2 separate regions of the Triticum aestivum genome follow, and region 1 is linked to region 2. Evidence: chromatin contacts called from public Hi-C data. All regions are on one chromosome and are shown on one strand. The core of a region is the stretch at or near the end of the contact, and the rest is flanking DNA. Distances in the headings are between cores, read along the strand shown. Region 1 holds the start of LOC123180137. Region 2 holds the start of LOC123180134 (protein SENSITIVITY TO RED LIGHT REDUCED 1).

Region 1 (6,913 bases), core at 22-2,521, 210 kb before region 2:
AACCGCAGAACGCCCTTGGACCTTTCCTTCCCTAACTTCCCAGCCTTGTTGAGACCCATCTTATCTGGCTTCGACCGTGTCAAGAACTGCTCCGCAGACTCCCTGCTCTCTGAGTCAGTCTCTGAGCCAGCCCGGGCAACCAAACCCAGTTCCTTCTGCTTCCGCTGTGCCTTCATTGCATCCATAGCTCTGAGCCTCTCACCAAGGCTGTACCCGTTGCAGCTCTTCCAGCAGTCCTTGGTGTCCCACAGGCCCAGCACCATCGAATTGTGGTACCTCTGCAGATGGTAGTAGTGCTTGCGCCGCTCCGCAAAGCGGCTGCCGCGGCGGTACAGGACGATCCTGGGGTCGCAGAGACCGCCCTTGAGGCGGTCGAACAGGGCGGCCAGGGGGCTCCCGAAGTGGAAGTTGTCCCCCCTGAGGAGCTCGACGAGCGTGCGGGCGAATGTCTCCTGGTCCAGGTCGGGCAGGAAGGCGGCGAGGCGGAGCCGGTCGTCCTCGGAGAGCAGGCCGTTCCAGGCGTCCAGTGAGATCACGCCGCCGAGGCCGGGGAGGTCGTAGAGCTCCAGGGGCAGGGCCACGCTCTGGTCCCCGACCTGGCACATCTCCGCGCCCGCCTCCCCGAGCTGCGTGATCTCCAGCTCGTCAGACCCCATCCCGGAGTCGTCCTCCTCCTCCTCTGCCTCCTCTGCCTCCTGCTCCTCATGGCCGCCGCCATTCTCCTCCTGGGCCGAGAACCCCTCCGCCTCGGACCCCTCCGAGGCCGTGGCGGGCGACCGCTCCTCCTCGTCCTCCGTGGAGCCGTCCTCCCCGCCGGACTCCAGCCGCTGGACCCTGGCGCCGCCGGTCCTGACGATCGCCATCGCGTCACACCACCACCTGCGCCAACCAAACCAACCCTCAGCAAAAAGACGCGCGCCGGCCAAAACCCTAGCCCCCGAATCCAACCAATCCACCCCGCCCCACCCCACCGGGAGCGGAGCCGCGCCCGCGAATCAAACGGAAAGGGGAGGAATCTCACCGGAGGAAAGCAGGGGCGGCGCGGAGCTGGGGGCGCGAAACCCTAACCCTAGCGCGGCGATGCGGGGTTGTGGGGATGGGGGCGGAGGGGACGGGACGGGACGGGAGGCGGATAAATAGTGGGTGGGGCGAGGAAGACGACGGAGACGTGGCGGCCGCGGGGGCCGTCGGATGCGCGGGCGGGGCGGGATTACGGAGGAGGCGAGGGGGCCGGGCGCAAAAGTGTCCGGTCCGGGTGGGGTGGGGGGTGGGGAGGCGGGGGTGGGGTGGAAGGAAGGGGAAGGGGGAGAAGAGACGAGGCGAGCGAGGTGGGAGGAAGGAGGAGGAGAGCGAGGGGAAAGAGAGGGGTGCTGGGGTGGGCCCGGGCTGCTCTGGCCGGTGGGGCCGGCTGGGGACTGGCGAGAAGGGGTCTGGTTTTGCGCGGGAACTAACTGGGATTGCGGAGTGAGCGAGGTTAACTTCACTCTCTTCGCTCCCGCTTCGCTTCATTGATATCCCGTGGATTTTTCTGCATCCAAGCTACTCACTTCGTCCATAATAAGTACAAGATGTTTTAACTTTTTTTGAATCACACGTTTTAGTGTGTTTGTTTTAGTGTGTTTGTTCACTCATTTGAGTCCGTATATAGTCTATATTAAAATATTCAAGACATCTCATTTTTTGAATGGAAGGATTATCTATTTGTGATGATCGGGGTACGGATGAATGTTCGGTATGGAAATTACGAGAGACTGGATGATATTCTGCACGTTGCTATGAAAATTAGTAGTTTTTTAATAAGACATGGTTATATTTGACATTTATATTTAAATTACTAAATCTGAAAATACATGCTATAAATTGCATTAGATTATTATGCAGCTAAAAATCATGTGTTCTATATAGGATTTTTTATTTTGAAAAATAGGATTATCCCTGGTCTCTGCATCCACGTGATGCACACAACCATCTTTATTAATTATACACCAGAGCCTGACAAAATGAATACAAGGATCAATCCGAAGCCACCTTCTAGGCGAACAAAGTCGCTACACCTATAAGTATACAGATGTGCCCTGTCCGCATAACACACACAATCTAATCCAGTGGCCTTAAGACACTCCAGTCTAGGCGTCCCATAACGTGCACCGCCTGCACACGCTCTAGGATTCGCCACCGCCATCTTTCGGCATTCCGTCTTCAGGAGAAATCATTGCAAAGATCATGCCAGCCCCATCTGCCGTCGACGTCACCACGACAACAAATAGCGCCACCAGCCACAGCGCGTCGATTAAACCGCGTCCAACACCGAGACTCCATTGCTCCACGCCGCCGAGACCCACCGTCTTCAATGCGGTCGATGTAACACCGCTCCACCTGTTTGCCTCTCCAGTGAAGCTCCAAGACGATGCCCCCAGGAGGGAGAACAACACCAAAGTCCCGTCATCATCCGATCCGGGAGATCCAGATCTAAGGTTTTCCCCGAACAACTACCACCTGGAGGAAGAGGGGCACGCCATCTGCAACTGCCGACGTACCCAAGTGGTGCCCACCGCCACATAGCTCTCATGGCGACGCCTTCAAGAAGGACACGACGCCAAGAGCGTCGTCGCCGCCCTAGGGTTTTCACCCGAGAGACCGTGAGGTGGGAAAATGTGGGGCGGGCCTGAACGACGTCTCCAGGAAGAAAAATGGCACCCTCGGGTGTCATCACAGTCGTGGCCGGCAGGAGTCGACCTAGGAATTATCCCAATTCGGATCCCCACCTCTCGCTTCGTCCCAACCCAGTAACCGGCTAGCAGCACGACCATGTCCGATAAGACGGAGTGCACGCAACATGGGTTGGAGAAAGGAGCAGCTCGGCGCCGTTGGCCGCCGGGGCAACAAGCCGCGGCACCAACCCGTCGGTGAATCGCCAACCACCCAGTCTGATCTCCGACAGCCCACCCACCCCGCCGTGCCATCGGATAGGGAGGCCATCCCAGGGGGCCGCCGCCCCTGATCCAAGGCCCTTTTGCCCTTGATTGGGAAGGGCTGCGACAGCCCTGCCGCCAAGGCCATCGCTGGGATGCCGGCTAGCCGCCAAGCCGTCATTGTCCATCAAGACGCCTTGGTCCAGATCGGCGTTGCCACGATCGAGATCGGGATCACACCCTCGAGATGGGGCGTCCTGCGCCACCCAAGAACCCGAGAGGGGAGGCAGTACGTCCTCCGCCGCCATCGTACACATGAGTTTTGCCCAGCACCGACCACCGACGGTGACGGAGGGGAAGGCAGGGAGGACCAGCGGCTAGGGCTGGGGACCCTCGATCGCTTGCGCGGGGGGGGGGGGGTAGTGGGATAGTAGGGAAGGGGCGGCAAATATAGGTAGTATAGTATAATATAGTGTTAAAAATATAGGTAGTATAATATAATGGAAATTTTTTCTACCCGTGTGATGGTGGAAATCTAATGATATGGCATGTGTGGTGAGGTGGGATGTGTTCGTGTCGAGATATATAGAAATACTATGATCAACTAATAATAGAAAATTGTTTTGCATGCATGTTGAGGTGGGCCTTTAACAAAGTGACGTGTGTGCATTTTAAGATGACGAGAATGCTAAAAAAACTGACATCAATTATTTTTAGCATGGCAAATCTAATGTCCGGTATGTCAAATATGTTGTCGCGAGCATGGCAATTTCTTTCAGCAAACAACCAGATCCTCAGAATTTGCTGCATGACATTGTCGTGCTCTCAACAGTATAACTTGCCATCCCAAGTGTTTGATTTGCCATGCTTAAAAATCAAACATCAGATATTTAGCGAAATCCTTTAAATACAAATAATGAAGATTAACAACTTAGATATATAGGATACAGGAAAAGGATAGTCTCCAAGTTGTGTCAAGAAAAAACCTTAGCATTGCAAAGAAAACAAGTAGTGTTTCATTTTGCTGCCATCTTCCATGTCAATTCTCTAAAATTTCGGAGTCCATATCTTTGGTTTCCGGCGTCGTCGCAAAGTCAGCTTCTACCTTTCCCTCACGGATGTCGTCGCTTTCTCATCCTATCACTTCATGTAATCCTAGACATCGTATCTTCTTTCTTCAACACCTTTGATTCCTTATTCGTGTACGTGTAGCATCGAGGTCCACCGATGCATGATCGTGATCTTCATGTTCTCGCAATTATAACTATTTTTGTAGCTAACAAAAATAATGCATTGCATGAAGTTTGCCTCACAAGTCAAATAAATGACAATCATATTGTTGTTGCCTTCATGTCGTATCATGTCATGGAGGTCATGCAAATAATAAATTACAATGTATAGTATCTTATACAATCTCATTGCTATGACGAAGACTATATCACATCACATGCTTATCCTGCAAAAACAAGTTAGACGCTTTTAATCGTTTTTGCAATTTTACAGTGGTTGTTAGGACCATTAGCTGCATACGCAACCATCAAATATGATTACTTCTAGTTGCTAGCTTAATTTTTTGGGGTGTATGAAACACGAGACTTATTGAAACATCTAGGCCCTGTACTAAACTTCGTTAAACTCATGAATCCCTTGTACAAGCACTTTTCTTCGCAATTTTTTATCTCTCTTAACTAAAACCCAAAGAGTCTGAAGCATGACTTTTCTCACACAACTAGCATACTTAGGAGTAGCATAGAAGGATCGTGAAAAGCCAGACCTTTGTAACAAAGTCCCACAATGCCGTCAAGATAAAAACACTGTAAATGAAGGGAAGAAACAAGAAAAACAAGTAAAAGATCTAATATAATACCCACAAACAAAAAGTGTGCAATGACCGCCCATCACTATGCTATGCATCTACTCCCTCGCCTAGCTCGCCAGATACGAGCCAAGAACTCGCTGCTCCACCTCCCTTGCCTAGCCCGACGGAGCAAACTGTTGCTCCAAGCTGGCGCGTGGTTCAGCAACTTGCCGCTCTAAGTCAGCTCGCGGAGGAGTGACGAATTGCTCCAGGCAGACACGCGGGGGGCACAATGGAACGGACATCGTGGTTGCCATGGGCGAGGCCAGACGTCGTGCCATCCACCGTCAATGTTGTCGGTACCACGCCCGGTCGATGGAGAAAGACGCGGAGATCAACAAGTCGGTGGCCTGTGCGTTCGCGCCCGCCGCCACCGCCATCATCAAGGATAAGTAGAACGCGGGAGGCCGCCGCCGCTTGGGTCCCAGGAAGGCCACCGCAGCTCGTCGTCGACGTGCACAGACCGTGACTTGCCCGGTTCAGCGCAGACCATCATCGACCCTCGTCTCGACTTCACTGAAGCGGAGTAGGCAACCTTCCCCTTTGGCTGAAGCACCCTCTTTGCCACTTCGACGAGCGGCACAGCCGGACATAGGGAATATACGGGGGAAGAATGTACCTTCGAGGCTCCCGTCAGTCCAATGAGCGGGTTACCGGACATGGGGAAGACAAAGGGATCCGACGCCGCCGGCCGTAGACTAGTGTAATGTATCCGTGTCGCAGGAGTGGAGCTCCTGCGACCGTACGCGCTTGTAGTTTTACCTTTTTAGTTCAAATATATCTAAAATATAAATGGATTTATCCCGTTTGTATGAAATTTGCCGTGTTTGCACGAATTTCACCCGATTGGTTCAAAAAGTTATTGAAATGTATGTGTCTACAGTTGGATGGCGGTCTACTGCATCCATGTCCGCTGATTGACCCCTTGTCCGCGGATAAATACAGGAGGAAATTTACGGGTCGCCTATTGGAGATGCCCTTATTTCCTTGTATACAACCCCGTATCCTCTTCGAATGACTATCGTGTCCCTTTTTTTAGATGTAAGCATAGAAGCTTACACAAATTTCTTACAACTAGGAGAATCCCTAGTCACTAAGTGAGCTAGGTTATCAGGGACCTTGCCCATTACACAGTACTTCCTCTGTTTCAAAATATAGCGCGTCTGCGTTTTTCGAGATTGAACTTTGACCGTAAATTTAACCAACGAGACCGACTGCGGCGGGAGTTGGTCTCGTTGGTTAAATTTATGGTCAAAGTTGAAGCACGGAAACCGAGAACGTGTTATATCTTGGAACGGAAGGAGTACTCTTCCCCTGCTTTTGCCTGAGCTGCCAAAGCATGCGCCACACTGTTACAAGTTCTGTCAACAGACTTGATTGTCACTTCCTGGAACAGCACCATCGATTCCTTAATATCCCCAATGACGTGATGGATATAGGGCTTGTTCCGTGTGTCCAGCTTCAGTCGAGCGGCCAGTGGCACTGTTTGGATACTCTAACTCAGTTAAAGATTAGAGTTAGATTTTAACCTTGAACCAACTCTAAACTAACTCTAACCAAAGAGGTGTTTGGAAGGCAAGGTTAGATTGACAATAAATGCTCTTTCTCAATCATTTAGCTACTTTGGACTCTATTTTATGCCTAATTTGGCGGAGCGAGTCCTGGCCGAGAGCTGCGCTGGCCGAGCCAGACGGGGACGCGCCCGGCAAGGAGCCGCGCTGGCCTCTTGCGCAGCCCGCCGGCCGAATCCGCCGTCCCTGCGCAAGGAGCCGTGCTGGCCAAGGCCGACAGGGACGGACCGCGCAAGGAGCCGCAATTGCTTACCGTCGGGCGGACGGGCCGCGGGGAGACGAGGGGGTTGGGACGGGAGGATAGGGCGGGGCTGCTTACCGGCGGCGGATGGGAGCGCGGATACGGCGAGGCGCCTTCACGAGCGGTGTGAGAGGGAAGGAGGGAGAGGACGAGAAGCTTCGAGGAAGTGGGGAGGGATCTGCGGGGAGAGCGAGAGAAAAAGGTGTTTTTTTAGTGATCCCGAGGAGAACTAACCCAAATAAAAACCTCTTGGGTGGGTTAGATTTTTTGGATGGGTTATATGCATCTAACCCAAACCAACCCTCCTGTTTGGATATTTTTAGGTTAGTTC
Region 2 (6,667 bases), core at 3,114-5,613:
GGGCCGGTGGCCCCACCTGGTGGACCCCCGGGACCCTCCCGGTGGTCCCAGTACGTTACCGATAGCACCCGAAACCTTTCCGGTGACCAAAACAGGACTTCCCATATATAAATCTTTACCTCCGGACCATTCCGGAACTCCTCGTGACGTCCGGGATCTCATCCGGGACTCCGAACAACATTCGGTAACCACGTATATCTATTCCCTATAACCCTAGCGTCATCGAACCTTAAGTGTGTAGACCCTACGGGTTCGGGAACCATGCAGACATGACCGAGACGTTCTCCGGCCAATAACCAACAGCGGGATCTGGATACCCATGTTGGCTCCCACATGTTCCACGATGATCTCATCGGATGAACCACGATGTCGGGGATTCAATCAATCCCGTATACAATTCCCTTCGTCTACCGGTATGGTACTTGCCCGAGATTCGATCGTCGGTATCCCGATACCTTGTTCAATCTCGTTACCGGCAAGTCTCTTTACTCGTTCCGTAACACATCATCCCGTGATCAACTGCTTGGTCACATTGTGCACATAATGATGATGTCCTACCGAGTGGGCCCAGAGATACCTCTCCATTTACACGGAGTGACAAATCCCAGTCTTGATTCGTGCCAACCCAACAGACACTTTCAGAGATACCTGTAGTGCACCTTTATAGCCACCCAGTTACGTTGTGACGTTTGGTACACCCAAAGCATTCCTACGGTATCCGGGAGTTGCACAATCTCATGGTCTAAGGAAATGATACTTGACATTAGAAAAGCTCTTAGCAAACGAACTACACGATCTTGTGCTAGGCTTAGGATTGGGTCTTGTCCATCACATCATGCTCCTAATGATGTGATCCCGTTATCAACGACATCCAATGTCCATGGTCAGGAAACCGTAACCATCTATTGATCAACGAGCTAGTCAACTAGAGGCTTACTAGGGACATGGTGTTGTCTATGTATCCACACATATATTTGAGTTTCCTATCAATACAATTTAGCATGGATAATAAACGATTATCATGAACAAGGAAATATAATAATAACCAATTTATTATTGCCTCTAGGGCATATTTCCAACAATGTTCGACACCGACGACCTGAACTAGGTGGTCTGTTCGGCCGTGGCCGTTCTTTTTGGAGGTTGGCATGGGTGTCGGCTGTTGGCTGTGTGCCGGCGACAAACCTACTCATTTTGGAGGTTGGCTGTGTTGCCGGCCGCTGGTTGTGTTGCCGGCGACAAAACTATTCATTTTGAAGGCTGGGTGTGTTGCCGACCGCTGGCTGTATTGCCGGCGAGGTCGTGTAGGCTGGTTGTGTTGCCAGCGTGAACTAGGGCCGCTGGCATGAACTACGAGTCGTGGTTATTCGAATATTTGCGTTTGAAAAAAGGTGGCGGACATGATACAGCCAAAGGATGCGTCCGCGCATTGGACGCACGGCCACCGCATCCCAGAAATGGCCCGGACATGACCCGATTGCCTGCCCCAAACGGACAGAATCCGGGCCAAACGGACGTCCGTTCGGGGTCGTGCGCTGGAGTTGGCCTAACACCCTTCACCGATTTAGCCTTCGCATTCGTGGAGTGGGCCGAGGCGTTCCCACAGCACACTCCCACTTCAAATCTCTCTTTCTTTCTTGCGAGAGGAAGAGTGAGAAGAGAGAGAGGTCTGGGTCACGCTCCTAGTTCAAATCATTCTTGAGAGAGGGAGGGGGGAGGGTTGGGTCTTTTTACTGATTTATTGTGAGGCCTTGCGAGTTCTTCAATCCAGGTCGGTTCAACCCTAAAGCATACTGCTCTTTGCTGGTCTTGTTTTCAGTCGATTCGTCAGTTTTTTTCTACTCCATCTTGAAAATGGAGGGGGTTTGGGGGTAGAACAGAGCACGAATAATGCCTGAATCATTTGTCATGGGCCACTGTGCCCACTTGATGGAGCGCAAGAAGAACGGACAAGAAGACTGGGTCAAATTGGTTAAGAAGAAGAACGGGCAATGCTCTTCATTTTTTTTTGGAACAATGGCAGAGTCCAAAAGGACCCCAAACTTTATTTGAAGCCAGAGCAATAAGATACACAACAAACTAAAAATTTCAAAGCAACCCCTGAAATATGCGGAAAGGACCCCAAAGATCTGAAGAGGAACACAATCAGGTCCAAGCCACTCCCGATCGACTCCAAACTCGCCGACGCTGGGGACATCACCACTTGGTCCGACGAGTTCTTCACTGCAGCAAGCCATAAACATCGAGTTAGAGTAGCACTGCCTCCCATGTACTCCCTCTGTTTCAAAATAGATGACCCAGCTTTATACTAACTTTGTACTAAAGTTAGTATAAAATTAGGTCATCTATTTTAGAACTGAGGGAGTAGCTTCAAGGCTAGGAGGAGGAGGTTTGGCCAGCCTTCAGCCAGAGGATTCGGTGGCGCGGCGACGCTGCAAGTCGGCTGACCGCCTAGAGCGCCAAAGCTCAAGCACCATGGATGATTTCCTCTAGAACCAGTCGCAAGAACCGCCTTCATACCAGCCCCTATCAACTTGACCACCACCATGGTGACTGTCGTCGGCGAAAGCGAGCGAAAGGGATTCTTGCATACCAGGGGAGACATCGAGCTTATTTCCGAGGATCCTAGCGCGCCTCCTTCTAGCAGCAGTGAGCCAAGTGCCAACTGCCGCCACCAACAAGAGCGTCACGAGGAACCACCGAACGCGACTCGGGGCACGAAGTTCTTCATGTACGTTTGAGATCGGTCATCTATGAACAGTACAATCGAAGTCGCTCGTACATACGAGCATACACTCATCCCTATGAACGCACGCACACACATACTATCCCTATGAGTACTTTCGATAGACTAAGCGGACATAACATCTTCAGATTTTATGAAGTCATCACAGGCGCCTCGTAGTCGACATGAGCATCTCTTCCACTAAACGAACATCGTCGGAAGCTTGAAATAAATTCAGAAATAATACAAGCACCAATGTAAAAAAACAAAGACCATCCAGGACTAGCCTTTGAAGGTATACTAGCACATATGCCCGTGCGTTGCAACGGAAAAAAATGATTTTTTTTGTGCAAGCATAATTTTCTCACAGCACCTGATTCACTATAAAGAACATGCTGCAACGCATCACCCTTCTACAAAACGAACATAAAAAGATACGATGCAATTTAGTCGTGTTTATATTTTATTTGCGGTGCATAATCTCTCACTGATTCCATTTAAGTATAATTTTTTAATGTCATTTAAGTATAATCCTTCCTTTAATTACCATAAAGTCCTCACCCGTTTTTGTCGGGAATAAAATCCTTCCTTTTTCTAATTTAGTAGCGCCAACACATTGAAGCCTACATATCCTTTCTTTTTACCTCAAATCCTTCATGTAGAATTTATTAAAACCACAATCTTTCTTTTAGTTATTCCACCGGTTTACCCGTAATCCTTTTTTAATTAGGCACATCCGTTTAAATATTTTATTTAAGCCCACAATCCTACCTTTAATTAGCTCATTCGTTTAATTAGCTCGCCCTAAACATGATGACTGCCACTTGTATATTTAGAGTGAGTTGAGATTAGTAAATGTGAAAGGCGCATAGGTCATTGGTTGTTACATCGAAAAGCCAGACAGAAGGTCCTGTGTCCAATTCCCACAATGCTAATTTATTTTGACCCAATTATTTTTCGCGGTCTCCATGAAAGCCCATAAAAAACCCATCAACATACAAGTACCTGGCCCAGATCGCTTAGCATGTATACGAGCCAACAGTACGAACTTTAGCGTGCACTCAAACTAAACGAAGAAAAGGACTAAACCAAACCAAGAATACCTATTCCCTTTAATAGTAGGTATAGAAGTACGAAACTTTTGCGTGCACTCAAACCAAATGAAGAAAAGGACTAAACCAAACCAAGAATACCTATTCCCTTTAATAGTAGGTATAGATATAGATAGATATAGATTTTTATAAAAGAAAATCTTTAAGCACTACGCGTCACCTCCGGGACTCAAACGCGGGTTCTAAGATTTGAACCCTGATGGGCTGGGGAAGCTTGATTGGTTTGATGCCAGAAATTGGCAAATGCCAAATATTGGTTATTTACTTGCCAACCATCTAAGAGATGCCAGTTTTTGGCAACTTTTGATATTGCCAATTGTTGGCTCACCAAATATTGACAATGGCAAATATTGGCATCAAACCAATTATCCTCTACTGTCCTGGTAACCATCACCGAATGTTTTCTAAAAAAAACCACAGGAATGTTGTAGTAGCACTAATAATCGGCCCGTCTCTTAAAAAAAAAAACTAATCGGCCCGTCTCGTATTTGAATATCTGGACCGTCCAGTCTTGCCATTAGACGGCCTCCATCCACCATCTTCTTCTCAACCCCGAACCCCCAAGCCCCCAACCCATGGCCGCCGCCGCCGCGGTCGCTGTCGCCACTGGCGCCGACTGGACCGTCGTCCGCCGGCGTGGCGGCCGCCGCAGGGGAGACGCCACGGTCACCACCTCCCACCTCGACGCCCCGCCGCCACTCCCGTTGACCCCGATCCCCTGGGCGCCCTCCGACCCTTCCCTCGATCCGGCCCGCGTCTCCCGCCTCCTCGACCGCGCCCGCGCCGCGATCTCCCGTGTCGAGGCATCCCGCCTCTATCGCCGCCTCCTCCTCCCCGACTCCCCGCTCTGCTGCCGTCTCGCCTCGCTCGGCCCCGCCCGCCTCTCCCTCCTCGGCGTCGGCAGCTTCGAGTCCTCCCCGGCCGCGCGCCTCCAGCTCGCGCTCGCGGCCCTCCTCCGCCGCGACCTCCTCGCGGGCGCCTCCGCCACGGCCGACCTCTTCGACCCCGTCCTCTCCTCTGTTGAGTGCGCCGTCGCCGTCGCCCTCGGCTTCGCCGTCCCGAGCCTCGACGACGGGTGCGGCCGCCGCGTGGAGGAGCCCACCCTCTTGTACATGCCCCACTGCGAGGCGTCGCTCTACGACGCGCTGCTCGCGGCCAACTGGGAGCCCCGCGCTCAGCTCCGCCGCGTCTGCGTGCTCGGCAACAGCTTCCGGCGGTACGCTCTGCAGGCGGAAGAGAACCGCTCGGGGCCCGCCGCCAAGGCCAATCTTGTCCTCAAGGCAGGGCGGTTCGCGTGGGAGCAGCGGATCGACGAGGCCGGGGATGTGGACGACGAGGACTGGTTCGCCCGTGCGTTCAACGAGACGAGCTGGCATTTCTTCGAGGTGGACGAGGACGTCGACCAGAGGACGGAGATAAGTTCCCAAGCTTTGTCCTTTGAGAAATTATCACTGTAACCCAATGTTTTACTTGCTTCGAGATGCATTTAGAGATTCAGGGTTGGCATCTTCACACAATTTGTTACTGCAATTCTGTGATTGTATACTATAGTATTTGATTAGAGATGAATTCACAAATTCGGAGTTAGCATCTGAGCATAATTTATCACTGTAATTCTATGATTGTATTACTTGATTGGAGATATATTCAAAGATTCAGAGTTGGCATCTTAATGAAATTCATCACAGTAATTCTTTGATTATATACTATTACCTCCGTCCCACAGGAGTTGTCCTAGATTTATTTAGACAAATCTAAGACAACTAATTTGGGATGGAGGGAGCACTTGATTGGAGACAAATTCATAGATTCAGAGTTGGCATTTAACACTATAATTCTATGATCGTATTACTTGATTAGAGATGCATTCCAAGATTCAGAGTTGGCATCTTAACGAAATTTGGAGTTTACTTTATCTTCATTTGCATTGAACAAGAACGAAAGCTGCGCGGATTTGTATTTCTGAATTTAGACATTGAGTCCCCACATTACTGGCTGTGACCCAATTTCCAGTGTCCTGCGAGGTTTATTGGTTGATTGATATGGGAAATGGGTACTCTGTCCTAGAACATAACCTGTAAGGCTGCTTCTTCTGTAGGACATTTTTTTATCTGTTGTAGCTTGCAGATTTCATTAAAAGGGAACCATTAAGGTTCAGTACGAACCACTTGCTCAGAATGCAAGGAGAAATATCACACATGATCTAAGGTGAACACTGAGCAGCCTGCTGTCCTATAACATTCAGAAAGGTAAAGGCAGATTGGTTTGCCACTCACATAACCAAAAGAAATCCGTAGGAACCCCCAGGATCTATTTATCTTTCTATTTCCATGAGCCATATATAGCATCATAATATTCTGAATTCTCAACTAATTTAACTAATCTCTCCTGAGCTCATTCTATACATGTGACTGAAAATTAGCTGTGATCTTTACATAACGGGATCCCGCCCCTTCCATTGGTCAAAACCCTCACAGACCACCATCTTCAGCCCTCCAGATCCTAGTTGGAGATCATCGCGCACATTGCAAGGACGATGCATTCAAAAGTTCAAAGTTCATATCTTAGCAAAATCTGGTGTTTACTTCATCGGTATTTCCGATGAAGAAGAATGAAACCACATCCATTGTCTTATCCTTGTCTCACTTGTAGGAATTCAGACACCGAATGATTCCCCGATCGCTGGCAGCGAACTGATGAATTGACAAGTAAACTATCAATGTGGCGTTGCATCTATCATTTTCAGGATGCTTGGGTGTCTCTGAGGTTAACTGACTTTTTTTCATCGGTGCTCCACTATAACTTGCATGCTCTATATACCCTCAGAACG

The links. Hi-C and Micro-C count contacts between places; a contact is called where the count stands out from the background.
Region 1: a Hi-C map of leaf shows a contact between it and region 2, with 2.4 times the contacts expected there. The contact joins the promoter of LOC123180137 here to the promoter of LOC123180134 in region 2. A contact is called at or near these places in 2 of 5 Hi-C or Micro-C datasets (both in leaf).

Annotation. Positions count from the first base shown.
Region 1 is chr1D:39,344,362-39,351,274 of IWGSC CS RefSeq v2.1, reverse strand. It overlaps LOC123180137, which reads right to left and starts at 1,271. Exons shown (of 3, transcript XM_044592105.1): 1 at 1,022-1,271; 2 at 1-879. The coding sequence starts at 863.
Region 2 is chr1D:39,140,327-39,146,993 of IWGSC CS RefSeq v2.1, reverse strand. It overlaps LOC123180134 (protein SENSITIVITY TO RED LIGHT REDUCED 1), which reads left to right and starts at 4,363. Exons shown (of 1, transcript XM_044592102.1): 1 at 4,363-6,667. The coding sequence starts at 4,413. The coding sequence ends at 5,294.